Linked DNA regions of Hordeum vulgare: region 1 is linked to region 2. The links are chromatin contacts, called in public Hi-C maps. All regions are on one chromosome and are shown on one strand. The core of a region is the stretch at or near the end of the contact, and the rest is flanking DNA. Distances in the headings are between cores, read along the strand shown.

Region 1 (4,450 bases), core at 1,831-4,330, 170 kb before region 2:
TGGAAGGTGAACGAGAAAAACAGCAAATTAAAAAACCGTCGACAGCAGGATTCGAACCTGCGCAGGCAAAGCCCAACAGATTTCGAGTCTGTCTCCTTAACCACTCGGACATATCGACCATGATGCATGTTCCCCAACCATGGTTCAATGCATCAAGACTGTCGACCTCCCATTTGTGGCAGCTGTACTTGTAAAGCAAACTACTGCTTCCATGAGTAAACTGTGCATAAATTAGCCTAAAACAAGGTGGACTCCTTGGCCCAAAATTTTGCTATTTTTTGAGGGGAGACCCAAATTGTTCCATGCATGCATCTACGTTGCCACCCTTTCGCTTTCATGTTTGCTTTGTTTTCGTCTCCTTTCTCCACAAATTCGAATTGAAGGGAACACGCATGTGCGGTCCTCAGCTCCGACTCCCCGCAAAAGGGCAAAGAACAGCGCGGGACAGGGTCGGGACCCGTCTCTTTCCCCGTTGCTATATTCTGACATCTCACGTCCTATCTATCTCTCTACCTAGCTAAACCATCAGCTACACTTGCTTTGCTCTGCTAGCATTAGCATTATCAGTAGTAGCAGATGGTAGATAGTAGATAGATCTAATCATCGTCGGTTTGACACTGCATGCCCGGGGTCTGCGGGATTCAGAACCCATACAATCACAATGCCCAGCCGATCCACTCTAATCCTGCTGCCTGCCTGCTGCTAACCCTCCCTCCGTGTGGCATTTGCTTGTTTAATCTCCCCTGGCTCCATCCGGTCTAGGCTTTTCCCTGGCACGTCCCGTCTGTCATGCCCATCGCCTTTGCGCCATCATATTGTTAGTATTGTTAATCCCGTCTTGTCTGTCGAGAACCTTCTCCCTTTTCCGTTTCCCCCTCTACATCAAAATTGACTCATTTTGCGGTGTGTTTTCGTTTCCCTTTTTAATTTTCCGTCAAGGTGTGACCAGGGTTGCTTGGGGTGCAACTGCAGCGTAAAGCTGTAGCAAGAAGTCTGAATTAAGGCTTGCTTTCAAGAAACCAGAGAAACCGGCCAGGGGATTGCAGATGCACGGGCGCGTATGTTCTCGAGAGCTGGTGGCGCTAAACAAATCGCCGTTGTCGATGCCCTTGTCCTCCTGGATCGCCAGCTAAAGCCATGGAGTGCAAAGGTTTACGTAGCGGCCAAATGCACTTTAATTGTCCCTTCAATTACTCGCTCCGGAGGCAAGATCATGAGATTATACAATAGGGCTAGGCTCCCCTTATTTATTCCGAGATAGGCTTCTTGATGTTGTTCAGGGAGAGGGGGCAGGGCAAAGCAAGTCTGCACGGGGGAAAATTATTCTGTCAGTCAGTCATAAGCAAGAGTAATTTCACTTCATCTCGTGGACCCTAAAATCATCGGTCACCAGCTGAACATCACCCAAGTCGCCGTGGCAATCATAGTACTACTAGCACTGCTCACTTTTACTGGTACGCACAGCGCATCCGTGGTACGTAGATACACTGATGATTGATTACCGCGATGCGATACGATCGTTGCCGTGCAGACTACCATGCAGAAAAGTGAAACAAGGCAGCAGGTAGATTTAGCCATTCCGCCGGTGATTGTTGACGCAGCTTTCTGGCCTGATCTGCGGCCTGCTGAGCGGATCCTATGCGGGGTTTTGGCGCACCTGAACGCATGGGCTCCAATTATCTTGGTCTCACTGCACAGTTCATCCTCGGAACTCAAGAATGAAGACCAAGATTTGACGGTACGTACCCACGACCACGAGAAAAATATACTCATTATCAGGCTGGCTAGTAGCTAGATTCAGTTTTATAATTATATCCCGGCTTCCCTACAAGTTTGGTTGAATGTTGGTTAGGGGTTGGAGGCCTGGGGCACCAGACAATTACTTCCTCAGACATAGTTAAATGGCATGTTGGCGACGGGCACTCCATCTCATGTGGCAACCAGGCTCGTGCCATGTCGCTCCGTGCGTAGCTGACAGACAGCCTATCTTGCGTTGTACCCATGCACACTGATGCATCATGCAGCAAGAGGCCAGTGGCGCTGCAAAGTGGAGTAGAGTTGTTGTTCAAAATGCTCAATATATAGTAAGTGTCATCACAGACACACAGACGCTGATGATGATAATTAGACCATGCAGTGTGCTTGCCTTGGAGATCAGTACTGCGTCCGATTCATGACTTGATGTGGGAGTATAGCAGAGATTCAGATGCAGAGCTGGCTGTACAATTGAGTGTACGATGGTCAGTCATGTGGTTGCAGTCTTGCAGTAGGACCCCTGTTGCCTTGGAGCCTCAGAAGGCCATGCCTCCCTGTCGCCCATTTTAGAGGGTGTTTGGATCACTAGAGACTAGAGACTAGAGACTAGTAGTAGTCACCTTTAGTCAGTAAATCTCCAAACACCCCTGACTAATGGGTGACTAAAACTAGTTTAGTCCCTAGTCACCCCACCCCCAACTAAAAGTGACTAAAGTCTCTTCTCTAATTAATTGGCGGGCCCATCCTGTTGCAGGCTCATCCTCCCATACTGGCACGTCAATGAAAGGAAGATAAATGAGAATAATTTAATACAGAGACATTTAATGCTGACTAGTAGTAGTCACCTTTCAAACAGGGCCTGACTAAAAACTTTTAGTCTGACTACTACTAGTCACATGACTAGAGAGTATCCAAACACCCTCTTAACACACACACACATCCACCTGCAAAATGAAAATAAATATACAGTGTACGAGGCAGCTCTTGCTTCCCCATGGCAACAAACAAATTCTTCCTCCCGTCGCCTTTTTCCCTTTTTCCCATTGCAAGCAAAGAGATGTGCTTTGCTTCCTCCATTCCCTCATCTCCTTGGTTCTAACAGCATGCATGTTGCCAAATTCTGAAATAACTTGCGTGTAGTATTATACGTATGTCATGTCACATCACGATTCACTCACGTCACATGTGGAGATGCGTTGCCGGTGAGATGGAAACGGGCGGGCGCGCTGCGGCAGCAGGAGCAGTAGAACGCTGCTGTTTTACCTGAGCCGCCTGACACGCACCGCACCATTATTGACACTGACTTTCAAAATCTGATTGGGGATCCTGCGACCTCCATCTATTCTTTTCATGTGCTGCTGCTTTTTTTTTTGCTCCCCTTTTCCTTTCTCTAGCTTTGCCTTTTGCTTGGCTCCCCTTTTGTAGTATCATTTCCACATCCCTCTTTCCTTCCTCCTCTGTTCTGCTATGCTCTCAGGTCAGGTCTCAAACCCCCCACCCTGCTCTACTACTACAAATCAAGGTGCTACGATGGGTCGTAGGGTCATGTGGTTGATGTGCATGGGGATGAGGAGCCGCTCCTTTTGATTTGAGCTGCCCAAACACGATTCTGTGATCTCATTTTTTGGGCGCCATTCTTGGAGCAGCCTTACCTCTCACCAGTCTCATGCATCATCGGGCTGTTGAATCCCTGTAGAAGAAGGTGGGCAGCCCCCAAGCCCACGCTCTTTTTGTTCTCCCAGCTTTTCCCTTTGTTCCTCCCCCCCTCTTGACCACTCCTCCCTCCCCACCGCCACCATTGCCCAGCAGCCCAAGTGAGATCTCCTCCCTTTATTAAGCAGAGAGAGACTTGCATTCGAGCTGTATTGCTCGTCCGTCCGTCCGTCTTGTAGGGTTGGTTCTTGGCATTTGGCTCGAGGACTTGATGCTTCTTCTCTTGTTGGCTGGTGCAGGGAGAGGGAGGTGGTACAGCTAAAGGTGAGCGGAGCTTCTTTCGCCTGCAATCTGGGTGTTCGTACTGACTCCCCGGGGTTCAAGAATGAGTACTTGCTTCTTCTTGGGTTTCAGCCCGTCCTCCCCTCTTCTTCTCCCTTTTTCTGCATGCTTTTCGGCTTTATTCTTGACTTGATGAGGGACAGAAACAGGAGAGGTTCAACATAAAAGTTGCTGAATGCTCTGCATTTTGGTTCCATTCCATAGCACTGTGATTCCTGCTCGTACGTGGTGTGGTGTGGTGTGGTGTGGTTCGGATTGCCACACCACGAGTGCTTATCCAACCAAATCTTGCTTAAGAAAAAAGAAATGCTCTGGAGTGGAAGGTACCAGTTTTCTTATCTTTTTCTACCTCTCTTCACATGTAGAACGTGATACGTCCTCAGGAGGAGCGTCACATGCGCATGGTGAGGAGAAGATAACTCAGATAAGGACACGATGAACTCAGCCGTATTTGGTGCCTGCATTTCCTCTGCCTAGCAGCACAATCCAAGAACCTGGCTGGCGGCCTCCCAACAAGATCTCCCAACAAGTGTGCGAGCGAGCTCGAGCTGGCGATGAGTGGCCTCGCGGGGCAGCGGTCGTGGATGGGGGACGCCGCGGCGACACCGTCGGGCGACGCGCGGGACGACGGCGCCGCGGCCGCGGCCGCCTCCTCCACGAACGCCAGCGCCATCTCCTTCGGCTTCGCGGCCACCGCCAT
Region 2 (4,142 bases), core at 1,264-3,763:
AAGACCCATGGAGAAATAAAAGGCAATGAAAACCAATAAAAGGAACCAAGAAGGAAAGAGAAGCAAAACACCGATGAACACCTATAATGAAAATGTTGACCATGTATTGAGCAAATGTTAAAAATGTGTATAGGAAAATGTTGATCATGTATTAAAAATATTAATATTGAATAAATAATAATAAAATCTGTGTTATAAAAAGTATTAGATATGTATATAACAATGTGTACGAACAGAATCAAACATAAAAAGTATAAGCTTTAAAAAAATGGTAGTCATGTAGTATTTAAAAAATATTAAGCATGTATATGTAAAATGTTTCTGATGTACACCATAAATATGAATGTGCATTACAAAAGTTAACATGTGTTGAGAAAAAAGTAAAATTGATGAAAATTGACGAAAAAGAAGAAAACCAAACGAAAAAAAGAAAAAAAAACAGTGCAAAAGGAATAGAAGCAGAGAAAAATGAGAGAGAAACAAACAAAACCGATGGAAACCAAGAAAAAACAGAGAAAACAAGGAAAAAATGACCAGGAAAATGAGATAGAGAGAAACAAAGAAAATCAAGAAAAAGTCGAAGAAAACGAAGAAAGTAAGACAAACAAAAAATCAATAAAAACAGATAAGAAAACAAACAAAAATGAAGGGAAAAAGACCGTTGAAAACCAAAAAGGAAACGAAGAAAACTAAGAAAATAATGGAAAAAAATAAGACTGGACCTTAGAGACCATCATCGTACAAGACTGAACCAAAATAGAAAACAAGATGAAAAAAACTTCAAATCGAAATATAACAAAAGAATGAACAACCAATAGTGTTTATGGCTCTGAGTTTTAGTAAATTTGTCTTTTTTTATGTTCCCTGTGACTGTAATAAAGTTGCTCATATTAGCTGCAATGGGGAGTAATGGTCAGAATCTTTGCCAGTTATGGATGAAGAATGTACCGGACGATGTAAGTGTGCTGATGGCTAGCGATGCTGCTATGCCAATTTAAGTAATGGAAGCGAGGTGTTCCAAGTCAAAAAAAAGTGATCGCGGACATTGGGCGGGCCATAAGCTCGTGATGCTCTTCAGCGTGCAACAATAATGAGGTGGCACTCTTGGGCCCTAGCCCACGCACCAAAATAACAAGCTGGGATGAGGCCCCCTAACAAATTGATTTTTCTATTATAATTATGATTGTTGTAGCCAAAAAAATTCACTTCACATGAACTTGCCCCTCTTATGCATGAACGTTGGCTCCGTCCCCGGTAACGAGTGAACGTCGAGAGCAACTAAATGAAGGGTACTCCGTCGAGAGCCCCTTCAAAGGTTACTTGTGATGGATTAAGAGCATGTCACTTGGCACGTTCTCTGAAAGGCACGCATATATTTCTCGTGAAGACATGAATTTGCTTTCGCGAGTCATGTCTCTAGGAAAGGAAAATGCATGTTTTCTTTCTTTTTTCCTTTCGTGAGAGGCACACATTTAGTTTTTTATGGATTTTCTTCTGAGAGAGATATTGTGACTCTCGGAAAAGAGAAAAAATATGTTTAGTTTTTTATGCTGCGAAAGGAATGGATTTGTGCCTCTCAGAAAAAAAAAAGAAAAACATATTTTCTTTTTTTAATTCTGCAAGAGGTGCGGATTTACTACTCATGAACACACAGATTTGGTTTCGTAAAAGACACGATCGTATCTTCGAAAAAGGGAAAACACGTTTCTTTTTGTAAAGGAAAGAAAACGTGCTCCCATTTCCTGAGGGCACGATCACTTACTTGTGTCACCGGCGTGTGGCGGCTAGCCTGAACGGAAGCTGCACGTCTTTTCGAGCTGTACGAGCATGGTCGACACACCGGTTCTTTCTCCCATTTCCTCTAATAATGGAAATAGACAACCAACGGTGTTCCTTTCTTTCGAGTGTGCCATCACCCTCACAGCTCCTTTACTCACATCAACAACACGAAGTCGTGTCAAACTGCGTGGTAAGGGGGGGCTATAAAGGTTAAAAGTTGTACGTAGCACCGCTGGTAACAGAACATCTGCCCGACAAGGTCCATGTGTGCCCGCCGCAGTGGATTCCATTTGACCCGACGTCTCCCCGCTCACCGTGACCGATTTTCAACGAGCTAGACATTAGCACATCGATCGGCATGTGAGCCGGCCCTGACTTACTTACTTTTAACCAGTGCTAGTAACCACTGCCCAAGTGCCGCCTAGAGTCAAAGACACTAGGAACAGAGAGCATTATAAAACCGCCAGAATCACGTGGCCGCCGCATATAAAACCGACGACGAGGACGAGCACCGTGCGTGCTTCCCCTCCAAAAAAACGGAGCCATCTGCTTCGTCTTCCAACAGACATCTCCCTATCCCACGCATAAAAAACCGGAGCGCCTGACACGCCCTCGCAGGCAGAAGAGAACCCACCCCTAATTAACCCCCATGCACCGACCTGTTGTTACCCGTTGAAAAACTAGGTTAACTCCAACCGTCTAACCATGGCTAAAGCGTAAACAAACCACCGAGGCCTTCATGCATCGAGCTCGAGGCTGTATATATACAAGGAAGTGGTGTGCAGGAGACAGGAGGTGAATATAAATCTCTGGCCAAAATATTGGATGCTCCCACGGGGCTCACCAACTCTCATTGTCCATGATCTTGTCCTTGTGCTGATCAGCAGCACCTGCCTAGCTCCCCGCACGGTGTCCTTGATTACCAGCTCCATCTCGCGGAAGCAGGAAGCAAGATCCATTTGCTTGAGATGAATGGCTACTCCAACCTCGCCTCCTCGCCCCCTCCGCTGGCGGCGGTGACCAAGGGCGCCCGGGCCAGGCGGTCTCTGGAGCTGACCAACACCAAGGAGACCAATGCGTGGGAAGGGCTGGCCATCGGGGCGGTCACCCTCGCGAGGACCTTCTCCACCGGCTCCCAGAGGCTCTGCAGCAGGTCCGGCGACCGGGCCAGGGGCACCATGAGGAGGGCCTTCTCCATGCGGAGGCACCCGGCGGCGCCCGGCAAGGGCGACGGGTACTACTGGAGGATCCACGACATGGACGGGGACATCGACCACGGCGGCGACCAGAATGCAGTGCCCGAGGAGCGCGGCGACGAGGAGGAGGAAGGGAAGAAGAAGAAGGAGGAGGCGCGGCAGCGAGAAGAAGGCGAGGCGAAAGAGGGGGCCAAGCGGGAGCAGGGAACAGCGACCCCGGCGAAGAAGAAGAGAGGCAGCGGCAACATTCTCAAGGCGTGCAAGAAGCTTTTCCGGTTGTGATGCCCGATCGGTCCACCGAGCCGCTCCCGCTGTAGCGAAATCTAAGGAATGCTTCAATACTTTGTTCTCTTGTTACTTATTAATCTCTTGGTCAATTGTTTGCGGTGCGGTGCGGTGCTCGTCGTTGTTTGCGTTTTTCCGTTGGTTTTCGTCGAGGAGGAACCGAGGAAAGCTCGCCATGCCGATGCCGACCGCCGCGCGCATGCGTGCTTGCTCCGTTGTGGGTTCTGTGCGCTTTTAGATCTCGACGATCGATGAGACTGGGAGCGTGGGCCACGGCCGTGTCGCGCGGGAATTCTGTTGGTCTCCGATGGACCGATGCATGCCACCACGGGACGACCACCGGTCCGCCGGAGATCGGAGTCAAACGACACCGGGAGCTCGTTCGTTCGTTCGTGCGCATCCTCTGTCATCGGGTGGGAGACGCAGCTGTCGGGTAAGCAGTCCTGGGCTTGGCCCATCTGCCGTTGTTTTCAAGGCTATCTCTGACCCAATTACGCTGGAAGCTCTTGCTGTCGACCTCTCAGAAGACGTGTATATTCAGAGGATGCACGTGAAACAAGGAAGTTCTGCAAGCTATGGACCAATTATCCACGAGATCATTGACCTTTCGCCGGTTTTTACTATTTATAACATAGTTCATGTCAAAGTTCATCAGTTTATAAGGCTTCCTCCAATGCAAAGGTGCTAAGTGAGGTGCTAAGAGCATTAGATATGTTAAGCAATCATAATCTCTAGTGCATTGGTACTTAGAGGGTGTTTGGATACATTTTAGTCCCATGACTAAAAGTAATGAGACTAAACATGCTTGGATCCAAATACTAAAGAGACTAAAATCAAGTTAATGAGCATTTGTTATCCTCCAAACCCTGCAATCCAGAACTT

What was found. Hi-C and Micro-C count contacts between places; a contact is called where the count stands out from the background.
Region 1: a contact with region 2 is called in a Hi-C map of leaf, with 6 times the contacts expected there. The contact joins the promoter of LOC123443147 here to the promoter of LOC123413036 in region 2. A contact is called at or near these places in 4 of 6 Hi-C or Micro-C datasets (leaf, seedling and an unstated tissue).

Annotation. Positions count from the first base shown.
Region 1 is chr1H:436,600,847-436,605,296 of MorexV3_pseudomolecules_assembly, reverse strand. It overlaps LOC123443147, which reads left to right and starts at 3,080. Exons shown (of 4, transcript XM_045119467.1): 1 at 3,080-3,232; 2 at 3,708-3,732; 3 at 4,116-4,450. The coding sequence starts at 4,305. It overlaps TRNAS-CGA (a tRNA gene), which reads right to left and starts at 118; the gene lies at 37-118.
Region 2 is chr1H:436,431,806-436,435,947 of MorexV3_pseudomolecules_assembly, reverse strand. LOC123413036 reads left to right here and starts at 2,513. Exons shown (of 1, transcript XM_045105985.1): 1 at 2,513-3,352. The coding sequence starts at 2,748. The coding sequence ends at 3,257.